2 separate regions of the Sus scrofa genome follow, and region 1 is linked to region 2. Evidence: chromatin contacts called from public Hi-C data. All regions are on one chromosome and are shown on one strand. Each heading gives the region's core, a stretch centred on a gene start, on an enhancer-like site or on the middle of the called end of the contact. The rest is flanking DNA. Distances are from core to core; before and after follow the strand shown. Region 1 holds the start of DCTN4 (dynactin subunit 4). Region 2 holds the start of RBM22 (pre-mRNA-splicing factor RBM22).

The links. Hi-C and Micro-C count contacts between places; a contact is called where the count stands out from the background.
Region 1: a Hi-C map of liver shows a contact between it and region 2, with 2.4 times the contacts expected there. The contact joins the promoter of DCTN4 here to the promoter of RBM22 in region 2. A contact is called at or near these places in 4 of 47 Hi-C or Micro-C datasets (embryonic fibroblasts, heart right ventricle, liver and 1 more) and 1 of 2 datasets of contacts at active chromatin or transcription factors (alveolar macrophages).

What each region holds. Positions count from the first base shown.
Region 1 is chr2:151,711,679-151,717,915 of Sscrofa11.1, forward strand. It overlaps DCTN4 (dynactin subunit 4), which reads right to left and starts at 2,245. Exons shown (of 13, transcript NM_001244307.1): 1 at 2,089-2,245. The coding sequence starts at 2,223.
Region 2 is chr2:151,669,947-151,676,690 of Sscrofa11.1, forward strand. RBM22 (pre-mRNA-splicing factor RBM22) reads right to left here and starts at 2,391. Exons shown (of 11, transcript XM_021085031.1): 1 at 2,219-2,391; 2 at 1,748-1,801; 3 at 886-915; 4 at 1-95. The coding sequence starts at 2,272.

The DNA of each region.
Region 1 (6,237 bases), core at 995-3,494, 42 kb after region 2:
TAGTCACTGAAAAACAGCATAAATTAACACATAAAATCAGCTGTGGTCAACCAATTAGATATTTTTAAATGGAAAATTAAACTACTAGGTTAACAAGACAGTCTTATTGTATTTAACTTGAAAACATAGCATAAGAATTAGGAATTCCCTGGTGGCTCAGTGGGCTAAGGGTCTGGCACTGTCACTGCTGTGGCAAGGGTTCCATCCCTGACCCAGGAATTTCTGCACACCACAGGCACAGTCAAAAAAAAAAATTTTTTTTTAAATTCATTGTATTTTTTTAAGGAGTAATTATTTTAAGGCAGGGTACATCCTATTTGATAATTCTAGAACTCTAGTGCCCTGCAGATGAAAGGACAGATTCACTTGAACATAAATACTACAATAAACACTGGTTTCTTTTTTCATTATCTGCTTATAAGCAGAACCACCTTTGAAAAGATAAAGTTGCTGCTCAAATAGTCTCTAGGAACATAAAATACAGTTCTGTTAACTTCTATTTGCACTTACTCATCTTTAAAGGCAAAATATAATTCATTCCTTCTTGTCCCCTTTCCAAATTATGCTTGTCCCCTCAAGTGCAGCTCCAATACTCAGCTCACCCTTAGAACTTTCTGGACTGCTTCAGCCCTCACTCTTATCATCCTTCCCCAAACCCTAATGGCCTCCATTTCACGCAGGCACACCAGTCAGTAAAAGATGCAGGAACAGACTGAATGTTCCAGCTGAAAAGATCCTTAGAGATTGTGGGGACTGAGCTCAATGATCACCAATGAGAATCTAACTGTGGAGGTGGAGCTGGAATAGGGAAGCATCCTAAAGAAAAAAGATCTGCCAAAGACATAACCACCAAGGTGCTAATGGAAGAAAAAAACCAGGTATATAATATGGCGTTGATTTTTCTCTTATTTAACTGCATTCTCTATTGTTAATATTACAAAAAATATTCCCAGCGAAATTACTACTACTAACATGTAAAATGGCCTATAATATAGGACATATTCTTCTATGTATTTTTAACAGTCCAAGAATCTTCACTGAAGTCCTCTGAATCAGGCTGCTTGGTTTTAAATCCTGGTCCTCCTCTCACCCCCAAATTTCTGGCAGTGTGACCTAATGCGAACATTACGTGTCTTGTTTCTTTTAAATACAATTTTTAAAAAAAAACAGTATCCATCCTATTGGTTTGTACAATGATTAAAGGAGATTATCTAAAGCACAAAGCATACAGAAGGTACTGACTAAGCAGTAACTATGTATTATTACTAATCAGCTTTTCCTTCACGAGACTCCAAGTTACTCAACAGCGGGATTTATGTCTTAACGCGTCTTTTAATCCCCAAAGCTTCCTTAATGAACAAGATGTGCCTAGTGCTGCGAAGTTTGGGGGTTTTGCTTTGCGGTGATTTTTTTTTAGTGGGTGGGGTCTTTCACGTTCTGAGCAATACCACCTCCAATGCCCACTTGTGCTCGTGAAGGCCAGAACTGTACGCTCAGCGGAAGTGCTATATATCTAACACTATGATCTTCTTACAAGACAGACAATATTCTACGCCTTTCACTCAGCTCACCCCATCCCAACCTCTTTTCGGCTGCAAGCCTGGGCCAGGAAACCGAGCAAGGCTGTCGGATGAGGGCCCAGTTTCTGCTAAAGCAGGGGCAGAACTTCCAGGATGGGAGGGGCATGGATGAAAATGCCCAAGGCCCTCCGCATCCCTTCAATCAACCCTGGAAGGAGGATATCTCGCCTAAAGAGAACTGAACTAAGCAGCTTTTCCCCCAGCAACCCACCCAAGGACCATCCCCCCGGAGGCCAGGGTCCCCAAAGCCGAGTTTGTCCAATCAGAGGGCGCTCACGAACCAGAAGGGCCGCTCGGCCCCACCCAAGACCGCTCCGCCTTTTCAAGCGACAAACTGTGTGCAAATTAAATCACAGGCAACTCTGAGTGACGGAAGGCAAAACCAATCAGCACGCTAAGAAAATGACTACCCGCCTCCAACCGGCGGAATGTCCCCGGCAGTCGCGGTGACTAGGAGGAATGCCTTCCCCTCCCCCAACACACACCCCTGATGGGGCGACGGCATTACCTCGTGAGACACACATTCCAGCGATCGCAGCTCGCTGCAATAGCGACAGAAGTAAAGCTGCGAGAGCGGGGCCCGAACCTTCTTTTCTCCCTGGACTAGGTAGAGAACCCGCTCCGACTGCAGCAGGGACGCCATCTTGGAGAGGGAGGAGCCAACGACGCCGCGCCGCGTCACGTGACCCGAGAGCCAGCGTTTCCCCGGCGTCCCTCCCTACGTAGACTTTGACGTAAGGTTGCCGGGACCGCTGGGCTGGGCGCCGGGCGAAAGTGCGCATGCGCAGCCGGAGTCCCGGGTTTCTCTGGGGTGTGGGGCGAGCCTCCCAGGGCTTTGTGAGCCGCAGCGGCTGGTGCCGAGCTCAGACCTTTCGCTCGCTGGTCGCATCTAGTCACATCCAGCGATCTCCTTTCCGTTGTTTCTAACGGAAAGGAAGCTGCCCTTTCGTTTTACTTAACACCGCCTCTCCCACCCTCCCCTTCCAAACATCGGAGTTAGACGGAGAGTTCATGGGACCTGAAAAAGTAGGGTCCACACTAGCGCTTTCTCTGCACATCTTGCCACTGAACTGTAGGAAACTTTCACAGACGTTTCGTCGTTTGAAGTTCCCTGACGGTTCCACGCAGAAGCCCTATCTCATTCATTTTGTCCACTTAGCGTTAGGATTGGGAGTATTCAATTAACTATTGCTTACTGAACGAATGGGGGTGTTCCGTCGTGGCTCAGCGGAAACGAATCTGATAAGCATCCATAAGGACGAAGGTTCGAGTCCTGGCTTTGCTCAGTGGGTTAAGGGTTAAGCATCCAGCGTTGCAGGTGAGCCCTGTTGTTGGTCGCAGAGAGACTCGGATCCCGCGTTCCTGTGGTTGTGGTGGAGGCCGGCAGTTACAGCTCCGATTAGACCCCTAGCCTGGAACCTCCGATAAATAAATGAATAAATACATATAAATACAAAGTTCCCCAAGAGATTCTGATGTGCAGCTGCAGTTGAGAACTGCTAAAGAGACTAACCTGGAAACAACACAGGGATCCTGCTTCTGTGTTTGCCTCCAGAAAGTGGATAGGATGGGAGTTTCCGTCGTGGCTCAGGGGTTAAAGAATCTGACTAGCATGCATGAGGATGCAGGTGTTCCATCCCTGGCCTTACTCAGTGGGTTAAGGATCCCGCATTGCCGGGAGCTGTAATGTAGGTCGCAGACAAGGTGTGGGTCCTGCGTTGCTGTGGCTGTGGTGTAGGCGGGCAGCTGCCGCTGCGATTTGACCTCTAACCTGGGAACCTCCATATGCCACAGGCCTGGCCCTAAAAAGAGAAAAAAAAGAAGGAATGGAACCAATGAATGAACAGTGTTGCTAGGCGTCCTTTACTTTTTTTCTAGCGCATATTCTAAGGCTTAGTTGGTCACAGCGTATGATCCTTTTAAAGTGCTCTTGAATTTGGCTTGTAAGTACTTTATTGAGGATTTTTGTATCCATGTTCATTAGGGATATTGTTCCATAGTTTTCTTTTTTTGTGATGCCTTCGTTGGGTTTTGGTGTCAGGATGATGCTGGCCTTATGAACGAGTTTGGAGGTGGTCCCTTTTCTATTTTTAAAACAATTTAAGGAAGATTGGTATTGTCTTTGAATGTTTGGTAGAATTCACGAATGAAGCCATCTGGTCCTGGGATTTTTTTGGTGGGAAGCTCTGATTACTGATCCAGTCTCCTTAGTCGTTATTGGTCTGTTCAGGCTTGCTATTTCTTACAATATTAGTAGCTTATATGTTTCTCAAAATGTATTCATTTAGGAGTTCCCTTCATGGCTCAGCAGTTAAGGAACCCGACTGGGATCAACACTGGTTTGAATCCTGGCCTCGCTCAGTAGGCTAAGGATCTGGCATTGCTGTGAGCTGTGGTGTAGGTCACAGACGTGGCTTGGATTCGCGTTACTGTGGCTGTGGTGTAGGCTGGCAGCTGTAGCTCCAGTTCGACCCCTAACCAGAAGCACCCATATGTGTGGGTAGAGCCCTAAACAGCAAAAAACAAACAAAAAACCTTTATTCTAAGTTGTCTAATTTGTTGCCATAGAGTTGTTCACAATAAACCTGGATGGTCCTTTTTGTTTCTCAGCATCCACTGAAATGCATCCTGTTTAATTTCTGATTTTACTTTATGAGTCTTCTTTTTGTCTTAGTTTAGCTAAGGGTTTATCAATTTTATCTCTTCAAAAAACCAACTCTTGGTTTTGTGATTTTTTTTCTAGTCTTTGACGTCCTTCTGCTCTGCTCTTGAATAGTTCCTTCCTTCTGCTAACTTTGGCCTTAATTTGTTATTTTTTAAAAAATTTCCTTGAGCGATAAAGTTAGGTTGTTTGAGATAACTCTTTTTTTAATCAAGTCATTTAATGCTATAAACTTCTCCTTCAGTACTCCTTTTTCTGCATTCCACAATTTTTGATATGTTGTGGTTTAACTTTCATTTGTCCCAAGAGACTTATAAAATTCCCTTTTGATTTCTTCTTTGACCTAATGGTTGTTGAAGAGTGTGTTGTTTAGTTTCCACATATTTCCGAGCTTCCCCTTTTCTTGCTGTTACAGGTTTCTAGTTGCCTTCCACTGTGTTCACAGAAGCCTCTTGGAAGTAGGCTGCTGTGCTGTGGCCTAACATGTAACCTGTCTTGGAGGGAGAGGCAAGAGTGCTTAAGAAGAGTGCGTGTGTTGCTGCTGTTGGGCGGCATTTCTGCTGATGTCTGACAGGTCCCTTCGGATCATTTGATGCTCACGTCACCTGTTTCCTTTCAGTCTGGACGTTGTGTCCGTATTTTAAGTGGGGTATTGAAGTCGTCTACTATTATACTGCTGTCAATTTCTGCCTTCAGATGTCAATATTTTATTACATATATTATGTGCTCTGTCCAGCATATTTTCTAATATGATTTTGTTAATATTCTTACAATATCTTACATTTAATATTGTGATTTTTGATTTGTACAGTGCTCCCGTATATTTTTTCTCACAACTTATATCATACCTTAACTACTAAGCCTAAAAGTCATTAAATTCCATTTACTCTGACCTCTTATTCACCAAGCAACTGCCTGCTACTAATTCAGTTTCATGGATGGGACTCTACTCTTAGAATAAAAGATATTAACAGCCAACTGCTTTGCAGTTATTTCTTCATGTTAATAAATTCCTTGGCTTATGGCTTAGAACCCAGACCCTACTGAGTTTTAATTCCTTTTTACTGGACTCATCTCCCCTAAAACCAAGTTCCAGAGCCTGCAGGTGCAGAGAGGCTGGAAACTTGAACTGACCCCACATGAAACATATTTTTGTACTGGTTTTGAGCGAATCAATTAAGTGAACAATTATTTGGTCCCTGCAGTGTACCATGTACTAGGGAGGGACCCAGAGATAAATGAGACTCCCTCAAAGAGCTCAGAGTCCAGACCCTGAGGCAGTGTTTCTCAGCTGTGGCCCCAGTCACCTATACAAGAACTACTTGAGGGGCTTTTAAATATAGTTTCTAGGCAGTTATCAAGACTTGAGTTAGAATTTGGGGGATGGGGCTCAGAAATCTAAATCTTTAGTAAGCTTCCAGGTGAATCTCATGCCTGCAAAATTGGAGAACCACTTTTTTTTCTTAACTCAAGTAATTTTATTATCCTTAGAGTCCTGCAATGATCATCACAGCCCAATTTTATGGCATTTCCATCAAAACCCCCCAGCCCATCCCTCCCCCACCACAAGCTGTCTCCTTTGGCAACCACAAGTTTTTCAAAGTCTGTGAGTCAGTATCTGTTCCGCAAAGAAGTTCACTGTATCTTTTTTTAGATTCCACAGGTAGGTGATCGCATATGATGTTGGCGTCTCACTGTCTGACTAACTTCACTTAGCGTGATAATTTCTAGGTCCATCCATGTTGCTGCAAATGCCATTATTTCATTCCTTTTAATGGCTGAGTCATGTTCCATTGTGTGTATGTATCACATCTTTATCCACTCCTCTGTTGATGGACATTTAGGTTGTTTCCATGTCTTGGCTATTGTATGTAGTGCCGCAATGAATGCTGGGGTAAATGTGTCTTTTTGAGTCATGGTTTTCTCTGGGTAGATGCCCAGGAGTGGGATTTCTGGATCAAATGCTAAGTCTATTTTTATTTTTTGAGAAATCTC
Region 2 (6,744 bases), core at 1,141-3,640:
TTCAATTTACTGCAGGTTTGGCACACTTCGGTCTTCTTGAACCGCATTCGGACGCCGGGGCACCAGCGAAACACTGTGAATGGCCTGGCACAGATCTGGACCACAAAAGAAAACCAGTGTTAACAGTTCTGATCTGGAAAATCAATCCAGGAGATTTAACAACATGGGGGACGGAATCTAGGCTTCAGAAGAGCTCTCAGCGATCCTCTGTAAATATCACCTGATGCTTTAAACCTTGACACCTTTCCTCAGTAGTTAAAGAATCGTGCAAGTCCTCCCATCCTAGGGTCACCACCATCAACGTGACCCTAACCCTTTAGGGGATGAGCCCAGAAGTGTCCTACACTCCTCGGGGAACCTCAGGACGGCCACGCCTCTCTCAGGTGAAATGCCCGTGTGCAGTCAAGTGACACATGAGACATACAATCTCAGGGCGTTCAAAGCCCCACCGACACCACGTGACGAATCCTTATATTAAGCGGTTCATTTTCCTACCCTCACACTAAACAGTGAACAGTTTACACATGATACGTGAACGTCTGTGTACCATTCACTTTTATAAAGGACGTCAAAGCTCGTCAAATTGAAGAGAAAAGGAAAATAAAATTAGATCTTTACTCTTTTTTTTTTTGGTGCCTGTGGCATAAGGAGGTTCCCAGGCTAGGGGTCCAACTGGACCTGTAGCCACCGGCCTACGCCACAGCCAAAACAATGCCAGATCAGAGCCGCATCTACAACCTACACCACAGCTCACGGCAATGCTGGATCCTTAACCCACTGAGCGAGGCCAGGGATCAAAACTATGTCCTCATGGATCCTAGTCAGATTCGTTTCCACTGAGCCACGACGGGAATGCCCCAAATCTTTATTCTTTAACATACTTACTTTGCATTCCTTCCCGTACTTTTCTTTGGTCTGAAATAGAGAAAAAAAGAATGAGTTACAGAAAGACAAAAAATCGATGTCTGCACCTTCCCCAGAGGGACTCCAAGAAATGTATCTGGAAATCTCTGGCATCTTAAAGGGAGAGATGGGGTGTGTGCGGTGTGGGGGGTGCAGACCTAACCTAATCACCTACAAGTGAATCTCAAGATCTTATGGATCTACCACCAGTCTGCCACAACCACGACTCTTAGATTCACTTCCGGCTGCCAAGTTCTCTCCCAAGAACTCAGCCATGGCCAAGCCATTTTTACAAGTTCTGTCAGAAGGTAACTACTACTTATCCTGTGCTGATCCCTTGAATAAAGTCAATCAATACCTTTGAGATTGAGCGCAACACAGCCCTAATCTAATTACTAAATGTTAACTACTGCTAATTATACCCTTATTTACAGGGATAGAAGATACCTCACACTGAACAGATCACAAGGTGCAGTGACCAAAAGGCATTTGATTAGCAGTCAGGGAACCTCGATTTTAGTCCTGGTTCTCCTGTTAATTTGCTGAGGTTCCTAGAGTCGGGATATCTGAATTTACATCACAGCTCCACATCTTCCTTGTTTTACTGAAAAGACAGAATCGCTCTTTGCTTCTGGTTAACTAGGTAAATGCTCAACCAGTATTAGTTACCATCACAGGACTGTCCTGAGTCCAAAGTTAGAGAACAAGCATGACAGTCCTTTACCAGTCGTGCCTCCCACTCTGGGTCAGTAAAGCAGCACGATCACGTCTTGGCTGAGACAAACACAGCACCGAAAGCGTGCAAGTGCCACAAAATGTATGTGTGCCACACGCCATCACTCACCATTCGGATGTATGGGTTTTCCCCAAGACAAGTCTGGCACAGAATAGGAAAGTCCTGGTGAAAAAGGGGAATCTGGTTGAAGGCCAGGCTCCGAAGACCCTGCCACCTCGGCCACAGCGGTGCGGCGGGAGGCCGGGCGAGGAGCAACGCGGGGGAGCAGGGCAGGAACCCGAGGTCCAGCGCGGGCCGGGCCGGGCCGCGGGAGGGGCGCTGCCTGCACTTCCGGCGGGGCCAGGAGAAAGGACCCCTCGCCGAGAGTGGAACGGGCTGGTCCTGAAGCCTGGCCGAGCTCTCCCGGTCCAAACCGCAGAAGGGCGGCCCCCCGGCCTCCAGCCTCGGCCAAGCTAGGCCGCAGCGCGGCTTCTCCCTAAGGTTTCCCGGGCCGCGCCGCAGCCGCGTCCCCGCCCGCCCGCCTACGGCCTGGCCCCGCCGCCTCCTTCCGCCTCCCTCCGGCAGAGCGGGAACGCTCACCGCATCCTCCCAGTTCTGCCTGTTGTAGGTGTTGGAGCCCAGGGACGTCGCCATCTTCACAGCGTCTGCAAAGGTAGCCGCAGTTCCGAGCTGGGAGCGCGGACCGCCACGATCCCGTCAGGCCCCGGGTGCCCCCGGCACGTCGACGTCTTATTTACGCGTCCTGCGCGCCTTGGGGGCGGGGCCTGCGCGCCTTGGGGGCGAGGCCTGTGCGCCTTGGGGCGGGGCCTGTGCGCCTTGGGGCGGGGCCTGTGCGCCTTGGGGGCGGGGCCTGTGCGCCTTGGGGGCGGGGCCTGCGCATCCAGACCGCGCCCGCGCGGAATTGCTTGCTTTGCAGTTGCCGTACAGTTGCTTTCTTCCGGCTGGTTGCTTCCGGGGATGACGCTTCCCAAGTACAATTGATTTATTTAAACATCGCGGGAAAGAATGAAGAGACACATAATGAATGAAGGGCCGGTGTTAAAACAGCGTTAGCCCCATTGAGCGCTTATGCCCCACGGTGGGGGAATGCCTTGCCTGACAGTGTCCAAGTTAACACTTGGACATAATAACCCCTCTACAGTGTTACCAGATTTAGCAAATAAAAGCCCAGTTACATTTTGTTTCCTTTTATTATTATTTTTTAATAGTCATTCCCCCAATACAATTTTTTTGCTACTGTACAGCATGGTGACCCTGTTACACATACATGTACACATTCTTTTTTCTCACATTATTGTGCTCCATCGTAAGTGACTGGACACAGTTCCCAGTGCAGTTACACTTGAACTTCAGATAAACAGGGAGCCCTATTTTAGTATAAATATATTCCAAACATAACTTACACTAAGTAATGACTCATTTACCTGAAAGTCAAATTTGGCAAGAGGCCCTTAATTTTATCTGACAACCTCTACCCTCTAGGCAAGTATGATTATACCTCTTTTATAGAAGGCACCTGAGGTTTAGCGAGATTAAGTAACTTGCTTCTGATCGTGTAGCTAAAAAATGATTAAGTCACAAATCCAAACAATAGTATGGTTTTTCCAACTTCTGAAATGAAAAAGGTCTTACAGATCAACACATACTTTGTTACGTCGTTTTTGGAAAAACTCAACCACTCTGCCAATATTTTTATTAATTTCAAGCATTCTGGTACCACTTTCATAGTTTTGTCATATTGTATCTTCAAGCTCATGTATTTGTCTCCACTTTTTTTTTAAATTAAAGTATAATCTATGTAAATTTTTACCCATTTTACTTGTACAGTTATGAATTTTTACGTATATTCATTACAAATACAGAAGGATTCCATCTTCTGGAGGTTCTGTTGTGGCTCAGCAGGTTAAGGACCGGAAGTTGTCTCTGTGAGGATGTGGGTTCAATCCCTGGCCTCAAGTGGATTAAAGACCCAGTGTTGCCACAAGCTGTGGCATAGGTCACAGATGCAGCTCAGATCCAGTATTGTGATGGCTGTGGTGTAGGCCTGCAGCTGCAGCTCCAATCCAACCCCGAGCTTGGGAACCTCCATATGCCGCAGGAGCAGCTGTAAAAAGAAAAAATAGAATTACCTTATCCCAAAAAGTTCCTTTGCTGAGTGAATCCACTTCTCTCCACACTCTGTCCATGGCAACCATCTGTGTTCTGTCCCTGTAGTTTTGCCACTTCCAGAATGTCATAAATGTAATTCTCCCCCACCCCCCATTTTTAGGGCCACATGTTCGGCATATAGAAGTTCCCAGGATATGGGTCGAATTGGAGCTGCAGCTTTTGGCCTACACCACAGCCACTGCAATGCCAGGTCTGAGCCTTGTCTGCGACCTACACCACAGCTCCCAGCAATGCTGGATCCTTAAGCCACTGAGCAAGGCCAGGGATGGAACACGCATCCTCATGGATACTAGTCGGATTCGTTTCTGCTGAGCCACAATGGGAACTCCTAAACGGAATTCTACATAGCCTTTTCATCTGACTTTTTTCAATTGGCATATTGTATTTGGAATTCATCCATATTGTTAAATGTATTAATAATTTGTTCCTTCTTATTGCTGAGAATTCCACTGTATGGATGTACTAGGGTTTTTTTTTTTACAAAAACCCGCTTGCCAGTTTATGGATTTGAGTTGTTCCAGATTTCAGTAAATATAAAGTCATTACACATACACACGCAGGTTGTTGTGTAAACACAGGTTTTATTTTGCACGTGTGTGTGAGTACCTAGGAGTGGGATTATTTGATCCTATGCTAAGTATATTTTTCCTATATAAGAAAGTGCTTGGGTTTATCTGAGCTTCATGCATCTGTGGTTTGTTGTCCTTCATTGTATTTTTTTTTTTTTTTTTGTCTTTTTGCCATTTCTTGGGCCGCTCCCATGGCATATGGAGGTTCCCAGGCTACGGGTTGAGTCGGAGCTGTAGCCACTGGCCCCAGCTGCAACGAGGGATTGGAGCCACGTCTGCAACCTACACCACAGGTCATGGCAACACCGGATCCTTAACCCACTGAGCAAGGCCAGGGATTGAACCCGTAACCTAATGGTTCCTAGTCGGATCTGTTAACCACTGCGCCACGGTGGGAACTCCCTTCATTGTATTTTGAAAATTCTTAGGTGTCATCTCTTTAAATATTCTGCCCAGTTTCTTCTCCATCTGGGACTCTAATTACATTATTTTATATCATCCCAGAGACCTTTATACTCTGTTATTTTTTTTCTGAGGGTGGGTTCAATTTGGATAATATCTATTGACCCATTTCCAGGTTTCCTGATTATTTTCTCGGATATGACAAGGTTATGACAAGGATATGACAAGCTTAGAGAAGATACCCTCCTCTTATTTCACTGTCTCTTAGAGTTTCTACTTCTTGGCTGCAACTTGCTCATGCGTATCATCCAGATTGTCAACTCGAGCTTCAGCGTGTTCATCAGGGTCTAAGTCCCAGCCAGTGGTTCCAACATCTGGGTTGTATCTATATATGATCTTGTTTTATCATAAATGGGCGATTTTTCTTGCTTCTTTGTGTATCTCACATCTTTTGAATTGAATGCCAGCCATTACTTACGTGACAGTGGGAACGGAATAGTAGTAATGCTTGGAAGGAGGCGAGCCCCCTCTCTGTCAGGCCCTTGTTGGGGAGTTTGGTCTGTCTGGTCAGGAACTAAGCTACACTGGGGTTCATTGGTCTGAGGGTGTTGCCAGCATACCACAGATTTCATATCCACCAGGGCAATTTCGTGCTTCAGGTCAAGGGGGTGCTGGCTCTCAGCTGGCCTTCATACCTGCCTGGTTGGGCTGTCTCTGTGCCGCCGCCCTTGCCCCCAGCAGCCGCTGTCTGCTAGGAGCTGCCGGCTCGGGTGGCACAGAGGAGTCGGGTTCTTTTCCGTCTCAGCCTCAGTCTTGAGTAGGTCCTCTGTGCCTGCACCTGGGGAATGGGTCTTTTCTCAGCCTGCTTCCCTGTCCTCTCTGTGGCAGCCAAACCCTGACGTCCATCAGTGGTTGGCCTTGTGGGAAAGAGAGTCTTGCCCCTCTTGCGGGGGTTGGAAGCCTTTAATGGTGTTGGCATAAAATCATGGGGCTCAGGACTGAACCCTGACCCTCCCAAGGGTAGAGGCTTTTGCTTACTTCGCTGGAGCAGCAGTTTACCTGTGCCCTAGCGACACAGGGTTTTCTGCTCGGCTCCCAGTGGCTTAGGCCTTTTTGCTCCTGATGAGGGAGGGGCCTAGGCAGGCGACAAGGTTTCTTGCTGTCCTGTGCCCCCTTTCCATTGCATGCTCGCGCTCCAGCACGCCCACTCCCCCAGAGCCTCCTCAGGAGCCTCTGGGGAGGATTTGCAAAGAGCTGGTGAGACCATGCGGGGTCCGTGGTGTCGCAGGCTCCCAGGGGCTTCACACGGTTCTCTCAGCCCCACCAGGGCCTTGGGCAGTTCTGTGATATTTCAGGAGATTTCTTCTTGCCTGCTTGGATGGTCCCCAGCCCTTCCTCCCACGCTCCGCTACAGGGGAGCCAGTCTACCGTCACCTCTCCTTGGAGGGGTCTGTCCACCCTTGAGATTCGGCTGTTTGCCTGCCCCATCAGCTTTCTGACCAGCCCAATAAAATGTATGAGTGTGTCACCTAACCACTTTTCCTCTGAGTCGGGGTGACATTCTTTTCATGTGGGGCATAAGTGGAACTCCTGAGTCTCCTCATTTTACTTAAATATATTTTAAGTGGAACATTTTTTTAATCAACTTCTGTAAATAGGGAGTTCTCGTCGCGGCTCAGTGGTTTACGAGTCCGATGAGGAACCATGAAGTTGCAGGTTCAATCCCTGGCCTCCCTCAGTGGGTTAAGGATCTGGCGTTGCCATGACCTGTGGTGTAGGTCGAAGATGCGGCTCAGATCCTGAGCTGCTGTGGCTGTGGCGGAGGCCGGCAGCTGCAGCTCTGATTATACCCCTAGCCTGGGAACCTCCATGTGCTGTGGGTGGGGCCCTAAAAAAGACTGACAAAAACAAAACGAAAACCCTTCTGTAAAAGGAAAATGAGTATCACACTGTGTAGATGTAGCC